Linked DNA regions of Sus scrofa: region 1 is linked to region 2. The links are chromatin contacts, called in public Hi-C maps. All regions are on one chromosome and are shown on one strand. The core of a region is the stretch at or near the end of the contact, and the rest is flanking DNA. Distances in the headings are between cores, read along the strand shown.

Region 1 (6,019 bases), core at 1,118-3,617, 81 kb after region 2:
GTTTGGTTTGTTCACTTACCTTTTCAAGGGGCTCCCAGGTGCATGAGCACATCCAGAAACGAGGGTTTGTTTTTATCCAATCTCCTTTTCCTGGATGCCCTCGCTTCCTAACCTTCAACCCCCTCCCGCCAAGCTCCTGGGATGACCCAGTTGTACCAATATTTACCACCAAGCTCTTGCCTAAAGAGTCGCCCATTGTGGGAGTTCCTGTTGTGGCTCAGCAGTAACGAACCCAACTAGTATCCACGAGAATGCAGGTGTGATCCCTGGCCTTGGTCAGTGGGTTAAGGATCTGGTGTTGCTGCGAGCTGTGGTGTAGGTCATAGACGTGGCTCAGATCCCAGGTTCTGGTGGCTGTGGCATAGGGCACCGGCTGCAGCTCCAATTTGCCCCCTAGCTCGGGAACCTCCATATGCTTTAGCAGGTGTGGCCCTAAAAAGACCAAAAAAAAAAAAAAAAAAAAAAAGTAGCCCATTGCAAATGCAGTGCTTGCTGCCCCCTGAGCAGACAAATCCCCTTGAATCAAACATTGGGTTGGTTAAGGGAATTCTTTTGTAATTGGGGAAACAGGTTTCAACAATTTGCAGAGGTGCGATGATGTCTCTCCAACGTCCCTGGCCTAAGAGCGGTATAACCAAGTGTGGCCGAGGGCAGAGTCGCTGGGGTGAGGGTTGAAAACGCACCCCAAGGAGATTATGCTGCAAATCAGTAAGACTCAGACACAGGATTCTTTTCTCTGCCCCTCCCTGCCCTCTATTCCAACCCTCCTGAGCCCAAAGATCACGAAACCTGCTCCCTGATGACTGGTGGGGAGACTGACATTGCCAAGGGTCTGCTCTTAACCAGGGAAGGCCAAAGTCCACGGCACAGATCCCTTGTGAAAGCCTGACTGTGGAGTAGATGGACCAGCAGTGGCATCTAGAGAGGTCTCTCTGAATCTACTGCAAAGCAACCACCTCCCCATGTGTAAGAAGCAGCTGCTTCCAGCCGTCTAGGAAGAGTGAGTGCAGTTGTGACCGCTCAGCCCTGCTGAGACGAGGAGTGAATGGGGCAGAAGAAGCAGGCCGTGGCTCGTGTGCCTTTTGATCCGGGTGGAGACGTTTGTTGGGATGTGTTGGTGACAGTGGACTGGCTAAGGCTCCAGCTGACTTTTTTTTTTTTTTTTTTTTTTTGTCTTTTTGCCTTTTCTTGGGCCGCTCCCGTAGCATATGGAGGTTCCCAGGCTAGGGGTCGAATCGGAGCTGTAGCCACTGGCCTACGCCAGAGCCATAGCAACGCAGGATCTGAGCCGCGTCTGCAACCCACACCACAGCTCAAGGCAATGCCAGATCCTTAACCCACTGAGCAAGGGCAGGGATTGAACCTGCAACCTCCTGGTTCCTAGTCGGATTCGTTAACCACTGCGCCATGACAGGAACTCCTCCAGCTGACTTTTGTACCTTCTCCAGCTGTCCCTGGGGCCTAGTGGCCCTCTCTGTGTCTGCCAAGCCCGGGCTAGTCTGGACAGGCCTTTCAGAAAGCTTTCTAAGAACAGGGGCCCAGTCTCTTCACCTGGCTCAATACCCTGCCTCTCTGTTTCCTTCTCCGCCATCCTTTCACTGCCACATCTGCGTGCCTGCTGCCCTCATCACTCACAGCAAGGGCTCTGGCATAAGACTGCCTCCCTTCTAGCCTGGTTCCAGCACTTACTAGCTGGGCTACTTTGTCTTAATCTCTGCAAAGGTGTTTTCTCACCTCTAAAGGCACTTCATCAATAATCCAGTTATTAAGGATTGTATGCAATAAATGAGACAAAATGCACATAAAGCATTTAACACAGTCCTTGGCACCTGTCAGGTCTTAATAAAGGTGAACTGGGATCACAGTTGTCCCCTCCTCCTCCTCCTCCTTTCGCATCGATGGGCTTCCTCTTTGGATTTGCAAGTCCCAGGACTAGAAGTTCTTATTTCTCCGTCTCTGGGGAAAAACAGAATGGGATAATGGAATGAAAGGAGGCAAAGACTGTGTCTACCCCTCACCCCCAACCTGGGCCATTACCCAAGTTAGTTTCAGGGTCCAGAGATCTGGCACAAATAACTGGCCAGAGGCCTGGCTTTCCCAGACGGTCCCCCAATATCCAGCCTGGGGTTTGGGCTGCCAGCCTCCACATTTCACCACAAACTCTTTCTGTGGGTGGATCCAGTGATTCACAAAATGAGGGGGCCTGCTGGGGCCTTGGGGCCCCCTGACATGCAGCTCAGGCTGCACAGCTGGGCAGCAGCTGCTTCAGACTCCCTGAGAGCCCATGGGATCTGCAGCTCCCACCCCCAAGCCCCAGAAGGTCCTGCTTTCTTTTTGTTTGGTTTCCTTCCGAGCACCAGCTCCGGCTGCTGGGAAGAGCACGTCTGCCACCTGCTGGCAGTGGGCAGCACAGCATCTGTCTGTCCCACAGGCTTCAATTTCTAGCTAAGATTTGGGGCTCTGGCCCTGGCACAGGTCCTGGAGGGCTGGGTCAAGACAGGTAGAGAGGGCCAGGCCCTGCCCTTCCAACAAGCTCTATGGAGGGAAGATGAGGCAGGGCAAAGGACCAGAACTACGGCCGAGATGACTGGCTGCAACAAGGGTGAGACTGAAGGAGGGGTGACAGGTGTCCTGAGGGGCCCCTCATGTCCCTTCTCTGAAATCTGCCTGGCACTCAAGCCCAAAAGTGCCAAGGTCAAACATCCCCTGTTCAAGCTCCCCAGGCCCGGGGATGCCCTTAGACTTGAAAGCCCCCTCCTCTGCCAACTCTTCTCCACCATCACCCCACCACCAAAAAAAAAAAAAAACCCCACCCCTCGTCTCACCTCCTGCAGAAACAGGGCAAAAGGGAATTGTGATGCCTTTAAACGGACACAATTTAAACAACAAGTGGCCTCTCTTGCTTGATCTGCATGACTTTCTCCTCCCCAACTTTTTATTTTGTGATTCGTCAAACCTCCAGAATGGTGGAAAGAATGGTACATGGACTATCGTTCACACAAACAGATGCAACACTGAGCGTGTGCCATGGTTGCTTTCTGTTGTGAGCTCTATGTAAAGTGACCTCTTATGCTTGTTTTTTTGGCTGGTCATTTGCTGAATCACTTACAGCTGAATTGCAGCCATGACCCTCCCCGCTTTAGCATCTTCTTAGGATAAGGACATTTTCCCATAAAACCACAGAACTGTTATCACCGTCAAGAAATTCAGCATTGACACACTAATAATCTCTAACATGTCTGTATTCAGATCCCCACTTGTCCCAATAATGTCCTTTAAGCCTTTTTTTTTTTTCTTTTTAAATCTGGGATCCAACCTAGGATTCCACACTGCATTTTGTTGTCATGTCTCTCTAGTCTTATTTAATAAAGAACAGTCTTCCCATCTTTTTTGTCTTTATGACACTGACAATCCTAAGCTAGTTGCTTTGTAGAAAGCCCACATCTTGGATCCACTGTGTTCCCTACAAGTGATGCAAGATGAGCAGTTTTGTCCAGAATTGATCTTGTTGACAGGTGGATCTTGTGCCCTCGTGTGGGATGTATTTTTCTTTTTACCATTTTACCCAAAGACGGCTGAAGAGGCTGCAGTAAAAGAGAAAATTAAAACATCTGCTGAGAGGAGTCCCCGTTGTGGCACAGTGGAAATGAATCCGACTAGGAACCATGAGGTTGCTGGTTCAATCCCTGGCTTTGTTCAGTTGGTTAAGGATCAGGCATTGCTGTGAGCTGTGGTGTAGGCTGAAGACATGGCTCAGATCCTGCGTTGCTGTGGCTGTGTTGTAGGCCGGCGGCTACATCTTCCATTTGATCTCTAGCTGGGGAACCTCCATTTGCTACAGGTGCAGCACTAAAAAGACAAAAAAAAAAAAAAAAAAAAAAAAAAAAAAAAAAGTCTGCTGAGGGTAGAGGAAGCAAACATACCAAACTGCCTAGACTGGGTACCAGGAAGATCCACCTCACCGATGGCAGCTTTCTGGCGGAGACCCAGAGCGAACGCCGTCGAGGGATAGAATTCTTGTATTTTTAAGTCAGAGGTCAGCAAACTTTGTAAAGCATCAGACAAGAACAACTGGGCACTACACTGTCTCTTTCACAGTTGCCCTGTCATTGCAACCTCAAAGCAGACGTAGACAGCACGTAAGCAGTTGGGGGTGCCTGTGCTCCAATAAAATGTTATTGACAAAAATGTAGCTGCTGTAGCTGCTGGGTTGGGCTCAAAGTCCTTTGTTTTAAGGGAAAGAAGATATTCCAGCTATTAAATGAATAAAACATTCTTTTCCTGGTAAGGACTGCATTCTACAAAACAAAACTATTCCTATCATATTTTCAGCAAAACTTTTCCAGGCATGGCATGTGCCAAGCGCTGTGCTCAGTACTGGGTGAATGCACAGTGATGAAACAGACCAGAGCCTCAAATTACTGGAGGGCAGCTTTGGATGTGAAAGATAGATAACATGCAAATGAACACATAGAAAACTACAAGCTGAAATAAGGACCGTGGAGGAAATGAATGGGTGCAGAGACGAAACAATGGGGGGTGTGTTGTATTGATGGGGAGGCGGGGAAGATGACATTTAAGCTGAGATGATGTCTAGTGATGGTCACGGAGGAGAGCTTTCTATGCAGAACGGCCTGTCCAGCAAGTGCAAAGGCCCTGAGGTGGAAAGAGCCTGGCTAGTGCCATTTTGAACGCAGATGTGGCTAGACTTTAGTAAGGGACAACAGGAGAGAGGGGGATGGGAGGAGCTTTATAGGTCCTGGCAAGGGTCCGTATTTTATGCCAAGGACAATGAGGAGTAACTGGAGGATTGAAGCGTCCATTCATCTCCAGCCTTAAGGAGCCATCACTGAGGCAATCGCCTGGACTTGGGCGTGAGTGAATCTGAATCCTGTCACAGCTGTGTGAGCGCTGAGCCTCAATTTTCTCATCTGTTAAGCGGGCTGATAAAGCTTCCTCATAGGGTTTTTGTAAGAGTTAAATGCAGCACTGTACAGTCAGGCAGAGGCAACACGCAATCCATGCTGATTCCTGTAACTGACAGGACGGTCAGGACCTGGTGGCCAGGTTCCAGTATGGGACAGGTAGGTGCAGGCACTGCATGTCCCAAAAGGAAAAAAAATCTCAGGGAAGTGAAGGAGTTCCCTGGTGACCCAGTGGTTGAAGATCCAGTATTTGCCACTGCCATGGCTCGGGCCACTGCTGTGGTGCTGGCACGATCCTGGGAAATGCCATGTGCCACAGGCACAGCCAAAAAAAAAAAAAAAAAGCACTGCGCGTCCATACTGGGGGGAGAAAGATGTTTTGGATGCTCAGCCAGCACAGAAAGAGCGGGGACAGCTTCAAATAGACCCCACCCCTCTTCTCTCCAATCCACACCCCCCCCATCGGAAAGTACCCATTGCTCCCACGCCCTGGATTTGACCCCGGGAAAGGCTCCACTCACCTCCCAGGCGCCCAGGAAGGTGCCCAGCCAGTTCAGAGGACTCACGCTTCCTCCGTTCTGTGTCATTTTGTTTTTCAGTTCTCCCTCCTGTCTCTACTCACAGACCTGGACCCAGGTGAGTGCTTGGCGGACCACCTTGGGGCTGCCCACCTCACAGGCTGATCTGGGGAATGGGGGAAACGGGGCTTACACACGTGAGTGTGGGTGCAACCGCAGCATTCCAATGGCTCAGAAGTGTCATGGGGCCCTTTGAGGATTTTCCCAGAGAAATGCAGCCCTGGGTGTTTGTGTACACACACACACACACACACACACACACACACTGGTTCACACAGTTTTGAGCTGCCTGTGGGTGCTGTGATGTCCAGTCTCAGGATCCCAAGGGAAAATTGCTGAAGGCATTAAACCCCTTCATTTCACAGAAAAGGAGACTGAAGCTCAGAGAGGGGAGGCAACTTGCCCCAGGTCACACAGCACATTAGAGACTGTGATGAGGCAAAGTGAGGATGTCTTTGCCAATGGCTCCATGCAGGCCAACCCCGTGCCACCCCTTTCTCTTCATCCCTTTTGGTG
Region 2 (5,477 bases), core at 278-2,777:
CTTCAGGATCTGGAATCAGACTGACCCGGGTGTAAGCCCAATCCTGGCACGCCTGTGCTGTGTGACTTTGACCTCCATTTCCTGATCTGTAAAACAGGGATGCTGGCACAAGGGCCCATATCTGGGGGCTTTCCTGAGGCTGACATGAGGTGACATATATCGAGGCCAGTAGCCGCCACTGTGGGTCAGCCCACAAAAGTGTGGCCTTCCCTCCCCTCGGCCAGCTCTTTGTTGACCGGACTGGCCAGTAGGTGGGACAGATCCTCTTCCTGATGCATCTTGACAGCTGGGCACAGGGGCATCACCAGGCCATCAGCATCAGCTTTCTCAACCACCCTTCAGGTGGTACGAGGAGGAGGCAGGGACTGGATGAAAACTGGCCATTAATTAGCCCAACACACACCCACACACCTTAACGGGCACCCTGGGGCTTTACATGTGACCCCCAAATGCAGATATGAATGTTCATTTTATCTTTGATATCACGCCTTCTAGATTGAATAATAATAACAGACACCAGGTACCAAGCGAAATACTTAACAATCTTTCCGTAGCTGATTTCATCCTCACAACGGTCTCATGATGCTGTCAATCAATGTTAATACTTCTTACAGAGGAGGAGCCTGGAACCCTTGAGAGGTGAAGGCGAGGCTGCCATCAGTTGTGTGTGTGAGAGCACCCCCTGCAGGTGAGGGCTGCACATTGCTAATAAAAGTAGCAGGCGGCCCTCTTTTGGCACTCACTCGGTGCCAGATGTAGCCACAAGCGTACCATCTTTCATCCTCACAGCCATCTCCCACAAAACCTCGGGGACCATATAGAGGCCCCTGCTAGCTTGTCCAAAGTCAACAGTTAATAAAGGGCAGAGCCTTCCAGAGTCCCTGCTAGAACACCCTGCCCTTTTCCTGAAAAACACGTTTAAAAATTGTGATTAATAACGGTCCCCACCACCACCACCACCCCCGTCAATAGATACATGTTCTATGACAGCAGAAGAGTCATTCTTGTATCCCCAGGACACAACACAACGCTTGGCTCATAGCAGGTGCTGAATATACTTGTTGAAAAGTGAGTTATTGAGTGCATGAATGAACAGGGTATAGAAGACAGATACGAGGAAGGGTTCTAATAGCAAAAACTGTCCACTCTTTCACCCCCAGTGTTTGGTGCAGGTGGCCAGGCTGCTGGGAGTGGTGGCACTCTGAATGCTGGCACCTGCGCCAGGCAGTGCAGAATGAAGTCCCCCAAGAGCACGCGAACGGAACTTCGGAGAGATGTACTCTGTCCAGGGCCGCCAAGTTCCTTGACCCCCACACAACATCTGGCCAGAGAAGCATTTCGTTTTTCAGACAAACCGAGACAGTCCTGCCAACATCCAAAGTGGCCACTGGCCAAGAGGCACTTGGGTTCAACGCTGCTGATTTTGTTGAAACAGCTGAGTGTTTTGCCACAGAGCCTCAGCCCCTCTGCGCTGGCGCTCTTCTCTCCTGTCTCTGGCTGAGGACATCCTCAGGCCGGGACTCTTAATCCTCCTGAACACAAGGGAGGATGTGCTCCTGACCGGGCGCCAAGGCACCCTGGAGCCCCCAGAGGCCGCCCCGGGCGGATCTGGAACATTCAGAAATGCTGCCATCTTGTGGCGTCTTCAGGCGGGAGCAAGACGCTCCCTGGCAACCTTCAGCCAGCAGCTCCTGCAAGGCTCATCTGCCTTCACCTTTTCCTTTGTTCTCATCTTTTCCCAACCATCCCTCTGCTCCAGAGTGACGACCAATTCATGCTGGCGATTTGGAATTTTCCTCTATGAAAAGAGCACCACCAGCATGCACTTTAGAACTTTTAGGAGTTTCTGCAAATTCTGTCTTTGGAGAGACCCTGTCCCTGCATCTTGGTGAGGAGAGTCCCCAGTGTGTCCAGCATCCCCCAGGGGGCTCAGAGCACAAGCCACAGAGAGTGGACGTGGTCCGAGGCATCTTCGTCCATGGGCGCTGCTTGTCCTTGTGAGTTTGTCCAAGAACCCCGTGGCGGACGTGGGTACCTAGCTTCTGAAACCTCACTCCCAAGCTTGATGATATGCCCGCTGAAAGATTCGGCTGAATCTGAGAGGTCTTGTGCATCAGGGACCCCGCAGACTGGACCCCGGGGACTCCAAGTGGAAGGGCCTCTTGTCAATTCCGGGGGGGGTGCCCTTGAGACCGCAGACGACCCCGCCCACAATCCTCTGGCGTCCCGAAAGGAAGAAGCAAAGCCTTGACTCAGTGCTTGGAGGCGGATTCCTAGAAGATTGCCCCAAAGAAGGGTGCAGAGATGGTACATGTTTGCATCGCAGCTTTTGCGTGGAGCTGTCTCTGCTTCCAACCTGCTCTGGGTGGATTACCTGCTTCAGGGCCAGCCTTGGGCAAAGCTGTCAAGGGGAAAATAATGATCTTTGGCACCTCCCAGCTCTCTTGGAAGTTACCAGATCGCAGAGGGCAAGCCCCCGAGGGAAAGGGGTGGGACACAGGACAAGTAAGTTTTGACAGGAAAGAAAACTGGGTAGAAGGTCTAGGATGCTCCCCGGAGGTGGCGTGGGTGGGGGAAGGTAGTTACGGAGGCTGCCGATTGCTGAATTGAGGGGTGAGAATCAAAGAGCTGTAAAGGGCTGAGAAATCGATGGACAGCAGAGTCCTTTCTGCTGGGCTAAATTGAAGTGGCCTGTGTGGCCCAGCATAAAAGCTACAGGCTGCTTCCTACGTGCAAGGAGACGTGAGCCTTGTCCTGCGTGGCTGGGGGTGGGGGCTGGGGAGGCTGGCTGGGTTCCTGCTGACTCCGAAGAGATGGGGCAGAGGCTCACAAAATATTTGCATGTTACTGTTTCACTGCCTTCACCTTTCCCTATGGGCTGGCCAGGCCTGGGCCCTTCTGGATTATAAGAATTGAGTATGTCCTTATTTTACCAAGGAAAGCACTGAGGATCATGGAGCAGAGTTGGTACAAGGCAACATTGAAGCAGATCAGATTCATCATCTGTGCTGCTGTAACAAATTACCACTAAGTGGCTTTTTTTTTTGTCTTTTTCCTTTTCTAGGGCTGCTTCCTGCAGCATATGGAGGTTCCCAGGCTGGGGGTTGAATCAGAGCTATTGATGCCAGCCTATGCCAGAGCCACAGCAATGTAGGATCCACGCCACATCTGCAACCTACACCACAGCTCTTGGCAAGAGCCAGATCCTTAACCCACGGAGCAAGGCCAGGGATCGAACCCGCAGCCTCATGGTTCCTAGTCAGATTCGTTCACCACTGCGCCACGATGGGAACTCCCACCACTAAGTGGCTTAAAACAGTGCAAGTTCAGTATCTCGTTCGTGGGCTAAAATGAAGGTGTCATCAGGACTGCGTTCCTCTGGAAGCTCTAGGGAAGGGTCCATTACCTTGTCTATACCGGCTTCTGGAGGCCACTGCGTCTTTGGCTCATGAAACCCTCCTCCACCTTCCAAGCCAGCAGCATTGCATCTCGCTGACCGCTCCATCAGGCGCACCTCACTCTGTCCACTGCCCGGAAAAGACCCATTGTGCCCACTTGGATAATCCAGGCTAATCTCCCAACTCACTAGCCTCAACCTTAATCTCATCTGCAAAATCCCTTTTGCCAGGTCAGGTAACATAGTCACCGGTTCTGGGGCTTAGGGAGTGGACATCTTTAGGGGTCATTATTCTGCCCCCTGCACAGTGGTCTCCCCTCTCTGGGCCAGACACCAGGCTGTGCTTCCACCCTTTCCCCTCCACCTCCTCCCCGCCTCCCTATTAAACCCGGGGAGTGACTTCACCTCGGGCTACATCTGCTTCCAAACCACTTGCCTGGTTCTTACCCAAACCCACCACTTGATTCCGAAATTACATGCAGGACTAATTGTTGCTTGAGGCTACTTGTGAAATGGGGATAGTTTGTAACAAAAAACCCCAGCACAAGGCTTCAAGGTAGGGGATGAATTGTTCAGGGAGCAGACAGGAAACACACACACACACACACACACACACACACACACACCCCTTTGCATTTGGGTCCAATTCTGTGCCTCCCTCCCAGAACCCACAAAAGCCTGGTGAGGGAATAGTGAAGACACACCTTTAAAATTTTTCTCTAAACCTTGGGAGTTCCTGTTGTGGTGCAGCAGAAAAGAATCCAACTCATATCCATGAGGATGCGGGTTTGATCCCTGGCCTCGCTCAGTGGGTCCGGGAATCCACTGTTGCCTCGAGCTGTGGTGTAGGTCAAAGACACAGCTCGGATCCTGCACTGCTGTGGCTGTGGCACAGGCTGGCCGCTGTAGCTCCCATTCAACCCCTAGCCGGGGAACCTCCATGTGTCCTGGGTGTGGCCCTAAAAAAATAAAAGCAAAAAACAAAATTTTTTTTCTCTAAACCCAATAATAAAATAGATGCAGAAAGGCAAAGCCAAGAAAGCTGTGGACTTGGTCTGGAACATAATTATTCTTTCACTTGTCAGGTAAGTTTGAAGAAAAAAATTGGCCAGATAAAAGAAGTGAGAAGGAATTTGACCGACTTGTTTAAAGTTATGTAGGCTTTTGAAAGAGAGGAATTTCTTTTTTTTTTTTTTTTTTTTTTTCCTTTTTGTCTTTTTGCCTTTTATAGGGCCACTCCCGCGGCATATGGAGATTCCCAGGCTAGGGGTCGAATCAGAGCTGTAGCCACCGGCCTATGCCAGAGCCACAGCAATGCCGGATCTGAGCCACGTCTGCGACCCACACCACAGCTCACGGCAATGCCGGATCCCCAACCCACCGAGGGAGGCCAGGGATCGAACACGCAACCTCATGGTTCCTAGTCAGATTCGCTAACCACTGAGCCACAACGGGAACTCCGAAAGAGAGGAATTTCTAAATGAGAAATGTTTGCTGTTGATTTTTCAAATGAACCATTCGGGGTTGTTCCCATTGAATGGGGCCCAGCACTTGTCTGCTTTACCTCAGCTGCCAAATAATGTTGGGGCTCAAGTCCAAATATCTTTCCTGTAAAGAATTCTTTGCCCTCCCCATGCATATGACTTGCAATCTCATTAACTTTATAAATGTTTTGTTTCTAAATTTTTGTGTTCTTTTAGGATCAGCCTCCTCACGTAGTTTGGTCCAGATTAAGTGATGCATAAGCCAAAGAATGAGGAGGCTTAGCTGGAGCCCGAACGGCCTGCCCCTGAGGATGCAGCCAGTGGTGATCAGCCCAGGGACCCAGGTCCTCCCAGTGGGACCTCCCAGATGGGGGAGCCTCCTTGGAAAGGACTCATCCTAGAGGAAGGGAGAATGGACAGTGTCGGAAAGGATGCGGGGGTGGGGGGCCGCGGGGGGGTACTCCCAGGGCAGGCTGTCACTCCGTTAACCTCTGACTCAGCTATCAGAGTGGACCTGGGTTCCAGAAGGGGCCTGAGACAGAAGGGAGTGGAAGGAAGCTGGAAGGATGGGACCAGATGGTGAACTGTCAGAGCTG

The links. A called contact is a pair of places that touch in the nucleus more often than the background predicts.
Region 1: a contact with region 2 is called in a Hi-C map of retroperitoneal adipose tissue, with 2.8 times the contacts expected there. The contact joins two enhancer-like sites. A contact is called at or near these places in 1 of 5 promoter capture datasets (liver) and 9 of 47 Hi-C or Micro-C datasets (embryonic fibroblasts, heart right ventricle, liver and 4 more).

What each region holds. Positions count from the first base shown.
Region 1 is chr14:123,899,849-123,905,867 of Sscrofa11.1, forward strand. HABP2 (hyaluronan binding protein 2) reads left to right here. Exons shown (of 13, transcript NM_001243690.1): 2 at 5,525-5,561. Among named protein-coding and RNA genes, the nearest start is that of HABP2, 8.9 kb to the left of the region's middle. Within about 2 kb of position 2,368, at least 21 of the 83 cell types and tissues checked have an H3K27ac peak or open chromatin away from gene starts, as enhancers often do. A contact at or near this core is called in retroperitoneal adipose tissue, where this site is marked.
Region 2 is chr14:123,819,409-123,824,885 of Sscrofa11.1, forward strand. No RefSeq gene overlaps it. Among named protein-coding and RNA genes, the nearest start is that of HABP2, 72 kb to the right of the region's middle. Within about 2 kb of position 1,528, at least 8 of the 83 cell types and tissues checked have an H3K27ac peak or open chromatin away from gene starts, as enhancers often do. A contact at or near this core is called in retroperitoneal adipose tissue, where this site is marked.